3 separate regions of the Mus musculus genome follow, and all the other regions are linked to region 3. Evidence: chromatin contacts called from public HiChIP or PLAC-seq data. All regions are on one chromosome and are shown on one strand. Each heading gives the region's core, a stretch centred on a gene start, on an enhancer-like site or on the middle of the called end of the contact. The rest is flanking DNA. Distances are from core to core; before and after follow the strand shown.

Region 1 (4,216 bases), core at 1,151-3,650, 120 kb before region 3:
CGCATGTCCCCATACATGAGCCTGATTTTGAGTGGAGCAGAGAGTCCTGCCAAGGGGTCTTGAGCAGGTGTCTAGGGTGTCATTTATTTGGTGTTAGGCCCATCACCTTTGGGGATAATCTCCTATTTCCTTAAGAGGATCTTTTAGAGACCCACCCGTGGCTGACTTCCTGCAATATGGGTTCATGGGGTTACAGGCTGCCATCTTCACCTGGATTTCCTTCACCCAACAGAGCTGCAGCTCCGCCGCCAGCTGAGTTTCTCAGAGGACTCAGACCTGTCCAGTGATGACATCCTTGAGAGGTCTTCCCAGAAGTCCAAGCGAGAGGTGGGTGGGCCCAGTCCCCTTCAGAGAGAGGGTGGGGAAGCATCCATTCATTCTCTGGTAGGATAGCAGGCTGTGAATGGCAGTCTGAAGCCAGGGTGAGGAGCCAGTGCTCTCTCTGGTCTCATAGCAGGCAGACTTTGGAGTGCTGTGCCAGCCCACAGTCAACAGCAAAAACCACAGAGAGGTTTCTCTGGCCTTTGAAATCAGCAGCTGGGGGTATTGCCTCGGTCTGAAGAAGCCAGGGTACACTGTCAGTTAGCAGCCTTCCCTGAACGTTTACACCATGAGCAGAGTCTGTCAGGGCCAATGGGAGAAGAGCTGAGTACTACTTGGAGTACTACTTGAGTCATGCAAGTATGGACACGGCACTAGGCATGGAGGGGGTAGGCCAGGTGGCTCCATCAGGGGAAGGCCTGGTGATGCTCACTCTCTGGCAATTTGTTAAGTAGAACTTTGTTTAAGAATTGACCCTGAAGCAGCATTAATCAGAAGTTTTGTGTATGGGTTATCCACTGGGGCATGGGCAGTCTCTCAGGGACCAACCCCCTCATGTACCTTTTTGACATGGCTTCTCAAGGCTTGGCCTTAAGTCACCCCCTCGGCCAACAGCCTCGAACTGTAAACCAACCAGGGCAGGCTGTGGTAGTTCTGCACCTAATATGTGTGTGTTTCACTGAGATGGTGTCTTCCTGTTACAGCCCCATCCTCCAGCCTGACTCGGTTCCTCTTTTAACTCAACAGACTAGAAAAAATTAGTTCATTCTTATCTTGTTCTCCATTCATCTGTCTCGTCTCCCTGGGCATAATGATAGCTCTTTATCTGCTGTCCTAGTCACCAAGAACCACAGACCTCTCGTCTTCCATCGCCTGCACCCAGGCCTCGTTTGTTGCATCAGGACTCCAAGTGTAGGACTGGGACTGTGTGCTCTTTATGGGGACTCAGTGCACTGTGTTGCTACTGGGTGTGCCTGCTGAGGTCTTCCAGGCAGTGAGTGACATTGGCACAAAGGTGGGGTGTGTGCATGCACATGAGGTTCAAAGCCCATCCCTATACTGGGCTCAGGTACTGTCTTAGGAAGCCTGAAGGAGCCCGAGTAAAGGATCGTGTGGCCCAAAGTCCCCTTTGCTTCCATGGTGAGTGTGCTCATGTGAAGACAGTTTGTGTCAGTCACAGTGGTCAAATCTTCTATCTCTGTGTGCCTTTGTGGTCAGGTCACACTGCTTCTCCATGAGGTAATGAATCATCTTACCACAGTGGGGAGTGCCAGATGCTCCCAGTTGGCTATGCAGGATCCATCATGCTGGTATAACCACCCAGTGACCATAGCCAGGAAGAGCAGAGGAACTTATTTCCTAGCAGTGTGAACAAGCCAGTCACAGATTCCTAGAACAGCAAGGGCCTGGACGCCTTATGTACTGGGTGTATTCCACGGGGACAGGATCATTCCTTGGTGGTCACATAGGGAATGCTGAGGACCAGAGGCAGTGGCAAACATGCCTCTTAGGATGGCGTTGTATCTCACTGAACGAGGGCAGGACAGGGTATTAAAATATGGAACCTACTGGGTGTGGTGACTCCATGCGACCCTAACAGTCTGGAGGCAGAGGCAGGATTGCACAAGTTCAGGGCCAGCCTGGGCTACCTAGTGAGTTCTGGGGATATATACAAGCAAGATCCTGTCTCAAGAAAACAAAAGGAGGGAGAGGGGAGCAAACATGGAACCTCAGTGGGGGACAGGCCAAGACAATGCATCCACAAAACTGTAGAGAATGGTTTGCAACCTCTGTGACATCTAGTGGTGAATGCAAGCACAATACGTATTTTTTAAATGCCATCGTCAAATGGATGTCAGGTTGCTAGTAGGTGACACTCCTGTGACTATTGGGAAGATGTGTCTCTCCTGTGGAGGAGGAAATCCATGCTGGAGCTTCTAGAGACTGGGTCTCTGACCTCTAAACAACTCAGTGAAAGAAGGTGCTATGTAAAGACTGTGCCCTCAGGCTCACATGGTACTGTACCATCTGGAAGTCGAGGTAAAGGGTGTTCTGGCACCACTGGCTTCATCCTTCAGTGTTGCTGGGTTTGAAACCCCTCAAAATTAGAAGAATCAGGAGCAAGGGGCCCACATTTGCCACTGCCCTGGTCCTGCTTGTCTTCAGCATTCCCTGTGACCACAAGGAGTCATCTTGTCCCTGTGGAGTCCACCTGTCACATAAGATCTCCACGGGCTTGCTGTTTTAGGAATCTGGGCTTTAGCTTGCCTGGAGAAGGAAGCCTCTGGCCACAGTGTGGTATAGGAGGAAGCCAGGCTTCTTCCTGTTTCACAGACCCAAGGCCTGAGTCAGCACTTGAGAAAACAAGTGCCTGGGTTTAGTTTCCATAGCGACACGTGCACAATGAAAACCAAAACCTTGATTTTACTCAAATGTTTATTATACAAAATCAAATTATTTAGGGGTTATATGTTTCTATTCATGTGTGTGCAAGCACATGCATTTAACATGCATGTGAGAAGCTAAAAGAACAACCTTGAGTGTCACTCCTCATGTGTCTGTCTACTTGTTTGTATGTATGTATGTATGTATGTATGTATGTATGTATGTATGTATGTATGATAAAGAGTTCACCATGTAGGCTAGACTGGCTGTCTGGACAGCAAATCTTGGGGGTCAGGATCCACCTGTTTCCACCTCCTCCCTAGCTGTAAGATTACAGGCACACCCCACCAAGCCTGGCTTTTTATACGGGGTTTATAGCTCACTCTCAAGTCTTCATGCTTGCAAAACATGTATTTTACGAACAGGCTTATCTCTCCAGCCCAATCTAGGTTTTCCTAGCCATCTAAAGCCCTGACAACAAGAAGTAACTTCCTTTTGCTTCCATCTGGTTCTTATGAGCAGCCTGCCCAACTACTCCTTCACCACTGAGGCCCACTAGGGTCTGTCCTGCCCTCTACGAGCCCCCTTATCCTGCTTGGTAGCCCTGACACAGTTCCATTGCCAGCGAGCCATGCTCTTGACCCTACTTTCCCAGGTGACCCAGAGTGTGTCATGCTTGTCTTCCCTGTCACTGCCACTGCCAGGTTGGCACCAGTCGCAGCAGGGAGTGCATTAATAAGGGGCTGCTGTGGATCCCTTGCAGACAGGTGTCGGCATGGCTCTTGAAGTGTGTCAGTGTAGGACCCTGGGGACCACATCTGTACTTTACCTTTTTAAACTGGCCCGTTCTGCATGACGACTTAACTCACAGTCGGCTATGCAGGGGAGAGGAACTGAGCAGGCATGATGCCCGTGCTCAGAGCTAAAAGCAGCAAGTGTGTGCCCAGCCAGCATGCATGTGGTATCCTGTGCAGGTCCCCCAATGTGCCACCCTTAGCGTCCTCCTGTCCTGGGTGCCACCAGATTCCGATTGCCTGCATCCACAGGGACCTTTAGGCACTTTATGTGACCCATGAGAAGACCACAAAAGCAAAGGAAACCGGCCAAGGCTTTGAGCAACTCTGGTCAGTGTGTGAACTGGAGAGGTTTCAATGGTTGCCCAAACACTGGTACTTCCTCTAAAAAACCGTGATTTGTGCTGGTTTGGTTCCCTTCACTGGGTCTAGTTCTGAAAAAGCAGGTTTGCCCAGTGTCAGGACATGTCTTCCATTCCATGCTAAGTGTTCAGTGGCAGGAACAGAGAGGAAGGAAGGGGCTGCCGTGGCTGAGGAGGGCCAAGTCACCACACATTTCGACAAACTGGGATCCAACAAGGAACAGACACAAGGGGCTCCAGGGTCTGCTGTTCTGCGAATAGAAAAGTCAACCCCAACTCTGACAGTGGAGTTCACTGAGACTCATCGTCCAGGGTCCCTTCTTGTGTAGTCTTGTGTGGCATTGTGGGACACGA
Region 2 (4,109 bases), core at 778-3,277, 94 kb before region 3:
CTCTCAGAGCTCTGCACCAGATGTTCCCTTCCACCTCTGTCCTGGTCAGCCATGACGTGTTGATCTCTCCAAAGCACACGCTGCTTCCAGTGAAAGTGGGCAGAACACTTCGCAGGAGGGCCTCAGAAATCCACCAGCCTTGGGAGACGTCCCGCAGTTCTCCAGTCGTGACGACACGAGGACTTCAGAATCCCACAGAGCACTTTTTTTTTTAGGCTACCAGTTTGTAACCACTAGTTTGCAGTTGATTTCAGTGGCCCGGGAACGAGACGCGAAGTGTTCTCCACCTCTGGAAATGCATACAGCTCTGGTCATGCGTTCTTCCCAGGAATTATGTCTTCACTTGAAGGCAGGGAAGAGAGGGATGTATACACTTCATCCACACATACAGTGCTAGAGTGCTTTTGAGTAAACCCAAACTCAAGGCTAAGGACAGTACATGAGGCTCTAACCTCTGTCCCTGGAGCGCAAGCAGAAGGCAGCCCGTGGCTCCCAAAGAAGAGCGTGGCCAACCCAGGTTCTGACCCTGCTCAGTTGATATCTCTGCCTCCAACAGCCATCCTTAACGTAATTTTGACCAGCAGATGTAGACTTTAAAAAATAAGACATATGTCACTGGGACAGGAGAGTAGAGGTGGGGGCAACAAATCTTGGGGGCGCTGGGACTATAGCTCAGTGGTAGAATGTGTGTTCAGCATGCATAAGACCCACGGTTCAACCCCCAGTACCACATTTAAAAATTTTTTTCTTTTGAAAGATGGTAACATGACCCACAAGAGGGAATGGCTGGTTTATGCGCAATAAAGTTTTGTTTTGTTTCGGTTTTTTTTTTAAAGAAATGAAAAATGTATTTCTGAAGTCATTGTTCTGCTCTTGGCATTGAGCTAAGGCATACTTAGCACCTTCCTTTCAGGTGAGTGATACTGAACACAAATCATTTGGTGATTATCAGTGAGTGTATGCAGACAAGGATTCTCAGAGAATAGAGCTTTTCATTTGGTTTGTGATTTTTTTGAATCCCCTGTGTTATCCTGACTTAGCCGTCAGTAGCTGGGACTTGAGAATTCTCCATAGCAGCCCTGCTTAATAAGAAACACTGAGTAATGGCCAAGGCAACCAGAGCCAGTTTCTTAAGACAGGTGCTACTGTGGGGTGGATGGCGGCACACGCCTTCAATCTCAGTACTTAGGAGGCAGAGGCAGCTAGATCGCTGTGAGTTGGAGGCCTGCATGGTCTACGTTGTGAGTTCCAGGACCCTATCTTTAAAAAACAGACTGGTGTTGCTGAAATTCTTAAGGTCCCAATGGCAAACCAAGGCATGGTTCCAGCAAAGGTCATTCTGGGAGAGCAATGTTTATTGGGCTTCCCTACAGAGTAGAGGTTACTTATCAGGGTGTGGGCTCTCCCCACAGAAACACTTCACCTGGAAAGACTTTGCCCAGCAGAGATGAGGGCTTCCCTGTAGCCACATAGATAGAGCCTCTCTCCCCTGTCTTCACCCTCCCTGTATAACCAGCCCTGCCCCGAGGCCCAGTATGTATAAGGAAGACAGAGTTGTGTATAACAAGTAGTAGGCCACAACTGAGTACTGCGGGACTCTTCCCACCCCTCCATGACAAACCTAGCTGGGATGATCTTTTACAAGGGGGTGAAACTGAATTCCCCAAAATGGCAGTTATGTGGCCCAGAGGACCGTCACAGTCACCACAGCTGGATCACCAGCTGTTCCAGAGAGAAAGTCCACTGGTCAGGGGCCCATGCATAATGGGAGATGATAAAGTAGGGGGACTAGAAGTAGCCAGCCTTGGAGGGACTTACTGTACTCCGGGGTTCCCCACCACCATCACCACCACCACCACCCTGGCCCCAGAGGGTTTCACAGGAGATAAGGCTGAGGAGCAGGTGTGGCTCTTGGGTACACTTTCATTCCCAGGTGGCAGGAAACGGTAGTTTTAAGCAGGCAGTCAGAAACAGGCTCCTGAGAAACCACCACTCCTGGCCTCAGCCAGCCCAGCTGACTCCTGTCAGAAAAGCGGAGAGAAGAATGGCTATGTGCCTGTGTGAGAGGGTGTGTGGTAAGGATACTGCTCAGGCCTAGGCCAGCCTCAGACCATGGGGATGTGGCCCCCCAGCTGTATAGAGGTGGGACTGAGCACACAGATGCCAACTGCCTCCCCCCCCCACACACACACACTTGTTCCTTGCTGGAGAGGAAAGGTTTGGGGGAGCATGTAAGTATAGAGGCTCAGGAGAAGCTTCCAGACAAGGGGGCTTGGGCTCTGGAGAGTGTTATGGGAGCATCTTTTCTGTCAGGAGCCACAGAAGCCTGAGAACAGTGGGGGCCACCTCCCTCCTGACCCAGGAGAGGTAACAACAGCAAGTGGCTGTCCTCTGGAGGGTCTTTGAAGTTCAGAAAGGGTTTTTCTCTACAGAGGCCTCCAACAGAAGGCCATAAAACACTAACCTAGGGAGCCCCAGCCCATTCTTCCTCTTATAAAATAGATTTCACAGCAAGGTGGTATTTTTAATTCAGAGATCCATTTCCAGGCTCCCTCTGTCTGGTCTCCCAGACTGGTTATTGGCTCTGTTATAGAGACTGATCCCTATCATTGGTGAGTAGGCAAACCTCCCCCAGTAAGAGACAGCCCTCTGCTGTGAGCACCTTACTGCCCATGCGAGGTATCGAATGTTCTACAGAGGTTGAGGGAGGAGATGAGAAGGACAGGAGACGTGTGGAAGACTTGAGAAGTTTCTATTACACACACACACACACACACACACACACACACACACAGTGTAAATTCCACAACTCTTTAAAAAAAAAAAGAAAAATATTTATTTTGTTTTAAATGTTGTGTATATGTGTGTCTGTGGGTCTATGAACGTCAGTACAGGTGCCAGCAGTAACTAGAGAGGTCAGAGGCCCCTGAAACTGGAGCTGCAGCTGGAGTTGTGAGCTGCCTGCCATAGGCTGGGAACTTAATTTGGGTCTTCTGTAAAAGCAAGTGCTCTTCACTACCAAACCATCTCTCCAGCCTGAAGTTACACAGTTCTTATATAGAAATTTGGGGGGTTAATCTAAAAATACTGGATCCTGGCTGGAAAGGGCACTGCATTCAGGTGCACACACCCCACACACAGATATATCACACACAGTTTAAAGTAATAGAAATAACTTGCTTGCTCTTGCAGAGGACCTAAGTGTGATTTCCAGCATGCACATCATGGCAGCTCACAACCATCTGGAACTCCAGTTCCAGGGAATCTGGCATCCTCTTCCTGGCTTCCAAGGGCCCCAGGCATGTATGTGGTGTGCACACAAGCACGCAGCCAAACCAAAGTAAATAATGTTCAGTACGAATCTCTGAAACACTGAAATCACGCGTGTGCGTGTTCTGGATGATTTAAACAGGCACAGCTTAAAAAGTAGAGTGCCGGTCAGTCTTGCACAAAGCCGAGTGCTTCAGAAACCCAGGCGTGATGGCCCACACCTCGCCCGGTACTTGGAAGGGTGAGAGGCAGGAGGACCAGAAGTTGAAGGAAGTTCATTCTTGGGTACGTAAGCAAATGTGAGGTCAGCTTGGATGACTTGAGAACCTCCGTCAAAATCAAAAAGGACAAAGAAATAAATAGAAGTCATCTCAAGTCCGATGGACCTTACCTCGCCAGCAGCTAAGTCAGGCCATCCATATCCAAACATCCCTGGTCAGCCCCCAGGCTTCAAGGTCACCATTTCCTTCGGAGTCTGGTATCGGGCTGATTCAAGGGGCCAGCACCACTCACCAGTCTGAGGGATCTTCCAAACAGATGTAGACTGGCTGCTTTTCCCAGGACCACAGCGGTCCTACAGCAACCATGAATCAGGGTCCTGTGAGGTTCCCATTCCTGATTCAGACCCTGCCTTCAGCAATGTAGGAAAGGGCCACCCTGACACAGGCCCTTTTATTTGCTGTCTTTCTTTCTGGAAGCTGAAAGCCAATAGTGCAGCCATTAAGATGGCTCAGATTTAGTAGGCAGAAGCAACCCTGTTCAGTCTTCCAACATACAGTAGGAAGAAAGCTGACCTCTACATACTGTCCCTCATGCACCCGTAAATAAATGCAAATAAA
Region 3 (4,031 bases), core at 686-3,185:
TAAAAAAAATGCTTCAGTGGGTGAAAGCAGCTTGAGTTTAATCCTAGAGCCCATGTAAAGATGGAAAGAAAAAACTGACTCCCAAAGTTGCCCTCTGGCCATGCATGGTGACACAGGCCCTCAAAGGAAGAGTCAGGTGGACAGCTATGAGTTTGAGACAATCCTGGTCCACATAGGAAACTCTAGGACAACCAGGACTACACAGAGACCCTGTGCCCCGCCTCCCCCCAAATGAAACAAAGTTGCCTAACGCCCTACACACATGTGTATCCAAACAAACAATTACACCCACAATAATAGTAAAATTTAACATTTTAAAGTGACAGTCATGGCTGGGTACTCCTGGATCTCCATTCAGGGGAGGAAGAAAAGGTAGGATCTACCAGGCAGTGGTGGCACATGCCTTTAATCCCAGCACTTGGGAGGCAAAGGCAGGCGGATTTCTGAGTTCGAGGCCAGCCTGGCCTACAAAGTGAGTTCCAGGACAGAGAAACCCTGTCTCCACAAAAAAACAAAAAACAACAACAACAACAACAACAAAACAGAAAAGGCAGGATTTGAGTTCAAGGCCAATTTAGGATACAGTTCAAAAACCAAAACAAAACAAATGTTATTTTAAGGACTAAAAAAAAAAAAAATAGTTTAGAATAGTGCCTGATCATCCAGAGCCAAGAGACTTTGTAGAAAAACTGTATAAATGTTTTCAATTCGCTGTTATAATCATCCAGGACACATTTATCCAACTGTGTATGTGAAATGTAAGTGATTCACTACCCACACACTTGCCTAACTCTTTATGTGTTAAAACAAAATGGAAGAAAGGTATTTCAAGGGTGTGGCAATACATCTAAGGTCACACAAGTTAGGGCAGAGAGCATCAACAGTCTGGTTTATACCAAGCCTCCAAGGGGAATATTGGAAATTTTGCAAAAACTTTTTTTTTAAATATCAGACAGAGGGGCCTGTCAGCATGGTTCAAAACTTTTAAACACAGAGTAAAACAGACCTCTTAGATAAACACTTGTGTGTGGGAATGGCGAACTGTTTAGCCGAACTATCAGTCAAAAGCATGTGAATTTCTGGGCAGATCGCTTCAATTTTTACCCCTAAGTAAAATCCTCAACTTAGCCTAGGCTACCTCCTTCACAGGACTATAATGTAAAGGCAAGAAATGCAGGATGCCGCGAAAATGTGAGGAGGGATTTTAAAAAGAGAAAAACAAAAAACCCCGAATCACTGTGAAAGGCATCGCCTTCGTGTGGTAAGAAGACCTAGTCTGTTTTGTTTTGTCTTGGGGGTGGGGGGGGGTGGCGTGGGACCGTGAATGGGTGTCAAAACGCAGCCAGCGCTGAGACTGAGAAACAAGCCTTCACACTGTGACAGGACACCACTAGCGAAGCTAATCTATAATCGGTCTAAGTGAATGGCACACGCTTCCCTCCTCCAAGCGAGAATTCACGCTTCCTAGTCTGCCCCCCAAAACAGACCCTGCTTCCCAAAGCCGAGATCTGGGTGAAGAACAGAATGTAGAGCAAGGGTGAGTTCCAGAGCCTCAGGCAGCCACACAGCCGGTTCAAAAGCCGCCCGGCGTGGGGGCGCACTGGACAGGTCGGATTCACCCCAAACAGCCCCTCAGAAGTTCCGAGACGCCGCGGCGGAGCAGCACGGTCCTCCTCCCTCAGGCCCGGTCTCTCCCGCGCCCTGGGCAGCACCGTGGTCAGCTCGGTGGTCTCCAAGACCCCTTCCTCAGCGGATGGAAACCGCTCCACCAGCCACCAGGGCCGCCCCAGAATCCCACTCCCCTCACCTGGCTCCAGCCCTGCCCCACAAGGGACGAAGGAGACGGCGGCGGCGGCAGCAGGGGCTTCCCACGGGGTGCAGGAGCGACAGTGGCTGCTTCGACCCGCGAACCTAATCTACCGCCGCCGCCATGTTGGACGGTGAGGTCACCCTGGCGCGCCTACGTCACGGCGGCGTAGGGGCGGGGCCCGGGCGTAATGCCAAGCCGGAAGCCAGCGGCTCGGTCAACTGGAAACGAAGCAGGGTCACTGACACCTGCTGGTCAGTTTGCGCAGGCGTGACCTGTGTACGAAGCTGTCCTGTGCCTCTCTTTCCAGGAGCCGCTTAAATCCTCGATTCTGGACTTCATAAGTATCTTCACCCAGTCATTTCCGGTGCTAGTTAGGGCGAAGGGTGATGAGGTAGACACCACCGCACGCCTGCTCACCCCTGTGTGGGACAAGAAGCTGGTGGCATAGCAGAAGCAGAGTTCTGCAGACTTTTGCGTTCCTGGAGTACTAAAGCCCTCAGGTTACTGGTCAAGACTGCACTTCCTAGGGCTGCCAGGAGATTGTCCTGAAAGTTAGGAAAGCAATTTAAAGGCAGGGTGGAATGACTAGGTTGAGACAACTCAGGATCCGGGCACCATGGTGATAAAAAGAGTCTTATAGTAGTAATCCATTTTTTACTCGCACTGCCTGGCAAGCTGCCTGGACTATAGTTTCTTATGTTTGTTTCTTGACTCTACAAAAGCATGTCCAACCTGTGGTCCAAGATAAACTGAATGCTTATCAACCAGAAAGAAAAAGAAATAGATTGGGGCTGGAGAGTTGGCTCAGTGGTTAAGAGCACTGACTGCTCTTCCAGAGGTCCTGAGTTCAAATCCCAGAAACCACATGGTAGGTTCACGACCATCTGTAATGAGAACTGATACCCTCTTCTGGTGTGTCTGAAGACAGTGACAATGTGGTTACATATAATAATGAATAAATCTTAAAAAAAAAGAAAAAGAAAAATAGATTTACTTAAACCATGAAGGCTGTGTATAACCCGATTATCTAGTTGTTCAGCAAGAGCTTTTTAGATCGTGTAAAAAGGTCAAGATATCTAGGCAAGATAAACACCCTGCATTAGCCAGCTTGAGTTTCAGCCTGTGTTACTGAAATGAAGTGACAAAGTAACACAAACAGCACAGAAGATTAGGAGTTAGAAGGCGGTTGAAGGCGGTTGCAATCAGTCAGATCAGAAATGATAAATGTGTCCAGTTGCTTGTACAGGCTGGTAATCCCAACACTCTGAAGGCTGAAGCAGGAGGATAAATTGGAGTCTGGCTACATAGTGAATCTTATCTTTAAAAAAAATAATAAAAGATTGATTACAAAACTGACTGGGGACCATTGATATGGCTCAGGTTGCAAAAGTGCTTACTGTAAGCCTAATGATCTGAGCTGGATCTCTGGAACACACATGGTAGAAGAAGAAAACCATCGCTAGCAAGTAGATTTCTCTGACCACACTGCCTAACCCCACCTCCCATACACACACATTTCAAAGCAAAACAATCAATACAAACTGAAAGGAAGTGATGACCAGTAGCTAAGTTTAGGAGGTAATAGAAATGTTTAAAATTCACAATGATAATGGTGGCACAATTACAAATATCTTGAATTTCACTTAATTATATGCTCTTGGTTTTTTGGGACAGTGTTCCATACTGACCTCAAACTTGCTCTTTATCCTAGAATGACCTGGAATCTCATCCTGCCTCTGCCTCCTGAGTGCTGAGGCCTCGGGTATAAGCTAGTATGCCTGTGTGTTGCTGGGGATATCATTCAGGGCACACCAATCTACAAACTATGATCCTAACCCTTTTGAACGCTTCCTTTTTTTATTTTATGTATATGAGCGTTTTGTTTACATGTACATCTGTGCACCATGTGGGTGCCTAGTTTCAAATAAGGTCAGAAGAAGGAGTTAGATCCCCTGGAACTGGAGTTACCCATGTTTATGAGCTGTCATGTGGGTGCTGAAAACCAAACCCAAGTCCTTAGAAAGAGCAGGACTTGGAAGTAGGCAGGGGCATCACAAGTTCAGACCATCTGCAACTACATACGAAGTTTTAAACCAGCCTAGACTACCTGAGACCTTGTCTTGCATAGAAGTGGGTTTGTCTGTTTGTCTGACTTGTTTCTAGTCCACCAGCTTGGTTACGGGTGACAAAATGACCACGCAGAACCACCTTCTGTGACTAA

The links. HiChIP or PLAC-seq counts read pairs in DNA pulled down with a chosen protein or histone mark.
Region 1: an HNF4G HiChIP or PLAC-seq map of pancreatic cancer cells shows a contact between it and region 3. The contact joins the enhancer-like site here to the promoter of Bcl2l13 in region 3. A contact is called at or near these places in 1 of 39 promoter capture datasets (macrophages), 1 of 15 datasets of contacts at CTCF or cohesin (the G1E-ER4 cell line), 6 of 484 Hi-C or Micro-C datasets (the G1E-ER4 cell line, embryonic fibroblasts, granulocytes and 2 more), 4 of 115 datasets of contacts at active chromatin or transcription factors (bone marrow-derived macrophages, embryonic stem cells, microglia and 1 more) and 4 of 9 other capture datasets (adipose tissue, embryonic stem cells, liver and 1 more).
Region 2: a contact with region 3 is called in a BATF HiChIP or PLAC-seq map of CD8 T cells, with 6 read pairs. The contact joins the enhancer-like site here to the promoter of Bcl2l13 in region 3. A contact is called at or near these places in 1 of 39 promoter capture datasets (macrophages), 1 of 484 Hi-C or Micro-C datasets (neutrophils), 6 of 115 datasets of contacts at active chromatin or transcription factors (CD8 T cells, the SCID.adh cell line, double positive thymocytes and 2 more) and 3 of 9 other capture datasets (adipose tissue, macrophages and pancreatic islet).

What each region holds. Positions count from the first base shown.
Region 1 is chr6:120,953,810-120,958,025 of GRCm38.p6, reverse strand. Mical3 (microtubule associated monooxygenase, calponin and LIM domain containing 3) reads left to right here. Exons shown (of 32, transcript NM_001270475.1): 27 at 233-327. Among named protein-coding and RNA genes, the nearest start is that of Gm43915, 2.9 kb to the left of the region's middle. Within about 2 kb of position 2,400, at least 77 of the 459 cell types and tissues checked have an H3K27ac peak or open chromatin away from gene starts, as enhancers often do. A contact at or near this core is called in the G1E-ER4 cell line, bone marrow-derived macrophages, microglia and 1 more, where this site is marked.
Region 2 is chr6:120,928,444-120,932,552 of GRCm38.p6, reverse strand. It overlaps Mical3 (microtubule associated monooxygenase, calponin and LIM domain containing 3), which reads left to right. Exons shown (of 32, transcript NM_001270475.1): 32 at 1-1,007. Among named protein-coding and RNA genes, the nearest start is that of Bid, 14 kb to the right of the region's middle. Within about 2 kb of position 2,027, at least 42 of the 459 cell types and tissues checked have an H3K27ac peak or open chromatin away from gene starts, as enhancers often do. A contact at or near this core is called in CD8 T cells, the SCID.adh cell line, double positive thymocytes and 1 more, where this site is marked.
Region 3 is chr6:120,834,134-120,838,164 of GRCm38.p6, reverse strand. It overlaps Bcl2l13 (BCL2-like 13 (apoptosis facilitator)), which reads right to left and starts at 1,935. Exons shown (of 7, transcript NM_153516.2): 1 at 1,808-1,935. It overlaps Gm38889 (a long non-coding RNA gene), which reads left to right and starts at 1,971. Exons shown (of 3, transcript XR_869411.3): 1 at 1,971-2,061.